Linked DNA regions of Sus scrofa: region 2 is linked to region 1. A link is a contact called in public HiChIP or PLAC-seq data. All regions are on one chromosome and are shown on one strand. The core of a region is the stretch at or near the end of the contact, and the rest is flanking DNA. Distances in the headings are between cores, read along the strand shown.

Region 1 (3,083 bases), core at 274-2,773:
AAGCAGGCCCATGAGCTGCAGGACTACGCCCCTGACTACCAGCACAAGTTCAGCTTTGACATCATGCCCACGGCACGGCCCAAGAGGAAGGGCAAGTGTGCCCGCAGGACCCCCATCCGTGCCCCCAGCGGGGTGCAGCAAGCTTCCTCAGGCAGTTCCCTGCGGGCCTCCCTCCTGGCCTGGATCCTGGGGCTGGTGGTCACTCTCCGCTGAGGGCGCTGGACACCAGCACCCAGCACTGCCACACGTCCACCAAGGAACAGGATTTCTTTTCTTTTTTTACAAGTGGAGGTTCTGCTGGGTTTCAGGCAAAGGCTGCTAGAGGTTTCAGCTGCCGTCTGGGCTCCTGGCTGCTGGATTATAAATACAAAGTGTACAGCCCCAAGGGGGAGGGGATTGGCGCATCTCACCCAGCTGTCCCAGCCAGCGCCCCGCCGAGCACCCACGGACCGCATCCACCCAGCACGGCAGTTAAAGCTGCAAAGTGAATCCTGCATTGGCAACAACGGGACCGTGCCCCCACGGGAGCTGGGCTCTGTGGAATCCTGGTCATTTGGAGAGGTCTGAAGGGCCCCGCCATCCCCCAAGGATGCAGGACTCAGAGAAGAACAGCCAAGATGCACCCAAGAGGCTGGTCCGACACCAGCTATCTGGGAGCACATGAGCAGGTGGCATTTTTGGCTCGTGCCTGAGGCCACTGAGTCACCCTGCCCTAAATCCAACCACGTGCCACCTTCAGCCCCTTCCTTGAGGGTAACGCCTCTCACTCCTGATGTCTCAGGCAAGCCTGGAAGACCCAGGCCCACCTGCTGGGCTCCAAGAACCACTTACCAAAGGAAAGATCATCAGAGGCTGAAATTTAGAGCTTCATCTTGTGCAATGAGGTTCTCACAGGAGGTGCAGTTTTATAACTACGTCCACTTATATATCTACACACTCTCTACATATATATATATATATATACACACACACACACACAAATGCACAGGCCCTCGCCCTACTCCCTTACCAAACTGTATGTCTTATCATGTTTATAAACTATACAGAAACCTATATCTGCTGAACTAAGGATTGTATTGGTGATTTCTAGCAGGAAAGGAATCCTAGGATTGTTGTCTAGAATCCCAACGTGGCAACAGTAGTTCCCACGTAACCTGATCTTGCCAGGGCCTGGGGCGAAGGGACAGTGGGGGAGGGTCAGGGAGAAGGGGAGGCAGCAAGAATCACTTCAGGGGACCAATATTCTTAGATATTTAGAGCATCACCATGTTTTTATATGCAACACAATCCCGTCTGCTGCCCTGGAGCACTCAATCGCCCCCAATATAGTAGCTGTTGGCATCAGGGTGAGAAGCAAGAAGCAGCTTCTTGGCCATCAGGGAGTCAGGCCCTAGGGAAGGGCTGGATGGAAAAGGGGAAGGAAGGGACTTTGGGTTTCTGAGGCCGGTGGGCGAGGCAGCATCCACAGTGTTAGTCCAACAAGCTGGGCAGTGTTGTCAGCCTCGTGTTTTGCCAGCAACGGTCTGGAAGGGCCAGGGAGGCTCTGGGCCTGAGCCCAGGCCTCCAGCTTGGCTCAGCTGCTGAATTTTTCCTTGAGGCTCTTTGATGGGCATCCCAGCAAGGGTCCTGTGGCGGGTAGCAGGAGGGAAAGCATCAGGTGGCCTTAGCAGAAGGGGGACAAAGAGGGCATTTCAAGAACCATCTCAGGCACTTCTGCATTACGGAGGCCCCGCCCTTCCTGAACCCTCTGAAGATGCCAGGGATGGGCAGAGGTCGGGGGAGATGCCCAGACTCAGGGGTCAGGAGCGGGGCCGTGCAGGGAATGGAGCGGCAAGTTCAGACAGAGGAAAGGGGCTCAGGTCAAGGTCAGCCATGCTGCTGGCTGGGGTCTGGGCGGACACAATCTTTTTTTGGCTTCGCCCAAATCCAAATGCCCCACCAGAGAGGATGTGTGTGAGGAGCAAGAAATATTGAATCCAATTAAGAGAGAAAAATAATAATAAAAAAATTCTCTTGGATAAGAACCCTGTTTCTCATTTCCTAACCCCAGATTGCTGAAGGAGTGGCAGAGCTGGGGCTTTTGCAGTGGGTGTGTGAGCCTGGCCGGGTGCAGCTCTGAGAACACAAGCACATTTGTTGAAGGGAGGAGCTGTTTGGGGCAGGGGCACGCTGACTCACTGGGATGTGAGTGCATACACACACACACACACACACACACACTCACTCTCTCTCTCTCTCTCTGTTCCGTGGATCGTCCCTCACCAGCACAGAACATGACTCACTTCCCACGTTCTGGCTGCACTGGGACAGCACCAACCCTCTCTGTGGTTGTCCCCGGAGCAGGCTGGCCCTGGATCATCCAGGACCTGTTCCCAAAAGCTTCTCCAGCAGCAGCTAAGCTGTTGATCCTTAAGGGGGCTTGGGGGAAGCTGGAAGGGAACTGCCAGTTCCTAGGGGCCCAGAGGGGATTCCAGGAAGCCAGGGACTGACCCATGCAACCGTGGACGTGGATGCGGTCTGGAGGCTGCACCTGCCCCGTGGCTTCAGAGAAAGGCGCGAGCTCTCCAGATAGAAAGGAGGCTGCGTTTTCAGGCCTGGACAAATCCACTTCCGTGCGAGCCTGGAGATGTGCACTAAAGGGAGTCTGGTGAAAGCAGAACAAATCGCCTTTGGCCTGTGTTGGCTCCCCGCTGGTCTGCCTGCTCTTACCCAGGCCCGTGCCAAGGCCTAGCTGTCCCTTAGACCCGAGGATGTTGTTATGTTGTTGATTTCATTTCCAACTTTAGACAGCACAGCCCTCCATGGGAAAATCAAGAGTCCAAGCGCTTTATTAAATTTTTTTTTAAAAAGACTTAGTAAGTCCTATAATATGGAAGTGAAATGTCAGTACAAGAAATGCTAATGTTTTATAAATGATCCACTTCTGTCAAGCGCAGCACAGTCTCTGGTTGCCGACTGTTATTGGAGGCAAGGCAGAGGGGCCCAGGACGTCAGGTGTATTTTTAGCAGCTTGCTCCTCTAAGAGGCAGAGGGAATAAAAGCAGCTCTATTGTGGGTGACATCACTGGTCACTCAGCAGCGCA
Region 2 (3,318 bases), core at 95-2,594, 71 kb before region 1:
CAGTTTAGCCCAATCCCCAGTTCTCTCTTTAGGCACCAGACAGCTCTAGAATGTGACAAGGCGAGAAATGAATTTATTCAGCGAATTATTATTATTATTATTATTATTTATTTATTTATTTTGTCTTTTTGCCTTTTCTAGGGCCGCAACCGCGGCATATAGAGGTTCCCAGGCTAGAGGTCTAATCGGAACTACAGCCGCCGTCCTACGCCACAGCCACAGCAACGCGGGCTCCAAGCCCTGTCTTCGAACTACACCACAGCTCACGGCAACGCCGGATCCTTAACCCACTGAACAAGGGCAGGGCTCGAACCCGCAACCTCATGGTTCCTAGTCGGATTCGTTAACCACTGCACCACGACGGAACTCCTCAGCGAATTATTTATTGAGCCTGCACTATATGCCTAAACTTCTGCCAGGGATTCTGCCAGACCTGACACTTCAGCCCGGGGCTGGGGTGGGTGGGTGCAAGGGTGGTGGTAGTGATGGTTCAGTGGAGAACTAGAATGGCAGGCTAGAACTCTAAGTCCAGATTTAAAGGTTACCACTGCTATGATTTTTGTTCAGTTGTCTCAAAGGGCCGGTGTCTCTACTCCTGCCCCTCACAGAAGCTCCTCTGACAGGCTCAAGTCCCTTGTGTTGCTGGGGTGTGGGAGCTGCTAATTCTAGCAGCTCAATTCGTCCCAAGGGCCAGTAGGCGCCTCCTCCTTTATCACTTGGCTGTAACCTTCTGCTTACGTTAGTATTCTTCCGTAGACTGCGAGAGATCCCTGAGGGTAGGGCTGCAGTCAAGTCCATACACCTAGCACAGGCCAGCTGCAAGGGTCGGGTGAATGAAACCTTGCGCCTCTTCCCTGAAGCATTCTCCGAGGGCACGCTAGGGGAATGCCTGGCTCCCTCCCTCCCTGTCAGGTCCGTCCTATCCGTGAGTCTACAAGCGTCTGTCTGCCCGCCAAGGCAGGGAGGCAGCGTTTACGGCTTGAGGACTACGAGCTCCTAGGAGGGGCTGCTCCTGACCATGCCTTACGGCTACAAAAGAAGGGCCGGTCCCCCTGGGCTCCAGCGACAGCAGCCCGAAGGAAGTGACCGCGAGGCCTTCTGAGTCTGGCGCAGAAAGGCGCCGCTGCCGTTAAAGGGGGCTGGTCCTGTCCCTGACTTGGGGACCCTATGCCAAGATGCGAGGTCCAGAGGCCGCACCCGTGTAGTACCCACCTCTGCCCGGGCCGTTTCGGCCGCGGGGCTCTGTGGCCTCGGCCGCAACTAGCGCCGCCATCATCACCTGGCCCACGTTGGGACCAGAAAGACAGCACTAGAAGAACGCTGAGAGCGCAGACAAGCGCGATCGATCGCCGATCGGCCAGCGACGGGCGGGGATTTGGGAGGCGGGGACCGTGAAGGAGAAAGATAGGGGCGTGGCTAGAGTGGGCCCCTGCCTCAGCTCCGAAGGTCGTGACTCTCCGGAGCCCCTAGTGGTCCCCGACCACCGCTGTTGCGTGCTCTCGGCGACTCTGTCCCACCTCCCCTTCCTTCCCGGCAGCCCGAAACTGGCTCTCCCGGAATGGTGCCCCTCTATTTGCCAACTTTTTGGCCCAGTTCTGCGGACAGAGTCTTGTGAATGGGGATACCACCAGGTCTTCCTTCAGCTCTCCTCCGTGTCTCCTCGGTTATGGGCCCTGGTGGCGGTGGGTAGGGGCGCATTCCCAGCCTCTGAGGACCCCACTGACTGGACAGGACAGAACTCACCGGCCACCGGGCCAGTTCCAAGTTGAAGCTTGGTGCCGATTTCCGGAGCGCCGGGGTGCTCCTTACACCTTAGAACCCACAGAGTGAAAGGTTCACGTGTGAAAAACTGCTACCAGGGTAAGACCCCCCGCCCCGGCCTGAGGGTGCTTTCCCGGGAGGGTTCAGAAGTCCAAGGTCTCAACTGCCTAAACCTTCCAGATTCTGGCCAGTGTTTGCCCTGCCTAGGCTGCCTCTCAGGCCTTGGTAGCCTTTCTCCTGATCAGGGGCCTGAGCTCCTGGGATCCCAAAGAGAAGTCAGAACAGCCAGCGAGACAGACTTGGCCTTTGGAGGAGCAGGGTACCTGCAGGACTGGCTTGCAGCAAGGTCTGCCCCCTAGAGCAAGGTTCCCCCAGGGCTGTTTGCCCACCCAGCCCTCTGGCACACCATCTTTTTCTCTGCTCTGTGTGAGCACATCTGGCCCTTTAAGGCAGCTCTCTGGCCTCAGGCTCCCCTGGAGGCCCTCCCTGCTTGGAAACTCCTAATTAAGGTGCAGGGAGAAGTGAAAAACAAGCAGCCAGGGACAGGCCCTGCCTGGGAGGCTGCCCAGAGAGGAGGGCTGGCTGAGCAGGCTGGGAATGAGCAGCCAAGGGGAGGACCAGAAGGGGTCAGTGCTCTGCCTCTCAGACCACCAACTGATGCTCTTAGGACAATCACAGCTTTGGACAGGAATGTAGCCAACATGGGTCCAAGGAACACCCTGTCACCTTGACAAGAGTCCAGCCTGGACTTTCCCATTTCCTCCAGGTTCTCTGGACCAGGGTGCAGGATCTCAATTCCAGGAACAATCTGAGTCGAGTCTCTCCCCATTCAGGACCCTAAGGCCCAGCCTGTGGACAGTTGTCGCTCTGGCTGCAGCTGTGTGTTCCAAGAGGGAAAGATTGGCTCCAGCAGAGTAGCGGCTTCTCCTTAGCAGGCCCCGAACCCCTTAGGGCCTTTCCCTAGGCAGAGGTGGAGCCTGTTAATGATAGAAGGCCCCCATCCTCATAACATTGCCCCACAGCCTCTGTTCTGAATGAGTTGCCCTGACCCCCATTAGGAAATAAGCATGTGCCCTCAAGACCTTGCAGTGCAGGACATGGGGGTTGCCAAGAACACCTCCATCTGTCTGTGGGGGTCTCCCTGCCGGAGTTACTCAGCAGTCTGAGTAATTACTGCCTGACAAGAAGGCGAGCACAGTGCACCCCCACATTACACTACAACACCCGCCTCCAGTCACCCCCACCCCCTGGCTGGACTCCAAAACAGCACCCAGCCCTCCTGAGGCCTGAAATAACTCTGCTTCTCGCACTCACGCCCAGCCCCATCCAACTTTGCCTAAGATAGTGGAGACTGTGGGGCAGGGGGTCATGGGGAGGCGGCTTGAGGAGGTGGAAGGAGGATTAACATACCCTGATTCGGGCCCACACTTTGCACTGATCTGCTGTGTGACATTGGGCAAGGTGTTCAACCTCCCTGGCATGGGTTTACTGGTGGAGGGCCTCTGCAGCTCTCATCGAGTTCAGCTAGTGTCTTCCTGGCAGAGCTCAGAAAGGGTG

What was found. HiChIP or PLAC-seq counts read pairs in DNA pulled down with a chosen protein or histone mark.
Region 2: an H3K27ac HiChIP or PLAC-seq map of skeletal muscle shows a contact between it and region 1. The contact joins the promoter of DPH1 here to the enhancer-like site in region 1. A contact is called at or near these places in 2 of 5 promoter capture datasets (fetal liver and fetal skeletal muscle), 10 of 47 Hi-C or Micro-C datasets (blood, embryonic fibroblasts, fetal liver and 5 more) and 1 of 2 datasets of contacts at active chromatin or transcription factors (skeletal muscle).

What each region holds. Positions count from the first base shown.
Region 1 is chr12:48,073,316-48,076,398 of Sscrofa11.1, reverse strand. RTN4RL1 (reticulon-4 receptor-like 1) reads left to right here. Exons shown (of 2, transcript XM_021067605.1): 2 at 1-2,024. The coding sequence ends at 213. Among named protein-coding and RNA genes, the nearest start is that of RPA1, 65 kb to the right of the region's middle. Within about 2 kb of position 1,523, at least 18 of the 83 cell types and tissues checked have an H3K27ac peak or open chromatin away from gene starts, as enhancers often do. A contact at or near this core is called in fetal skeletal muscle, retroperitoneal adipose tissue and skeletal muscle, where this site is marked.
Region 2 is chr12:48,144,390-48,147,707 of Sscrofa11.1, reverse strand. DPH1 (2-(3-amino-3-carboxypropyl)histidine synthase subunit 1) reads right to left here and starts at 1,344. Exons shown (of 13, transcript XM_021067606.1): 1 at 1,213-1,344. The coding sequence starts at 1,276. It overlaps RTN4RL1 (reticulon-4 receptor-like 1), which reads left to right and starts at 1,399. Exons shown (of 2, transcript XM_021067605.1): 1 at 1,399-1,860.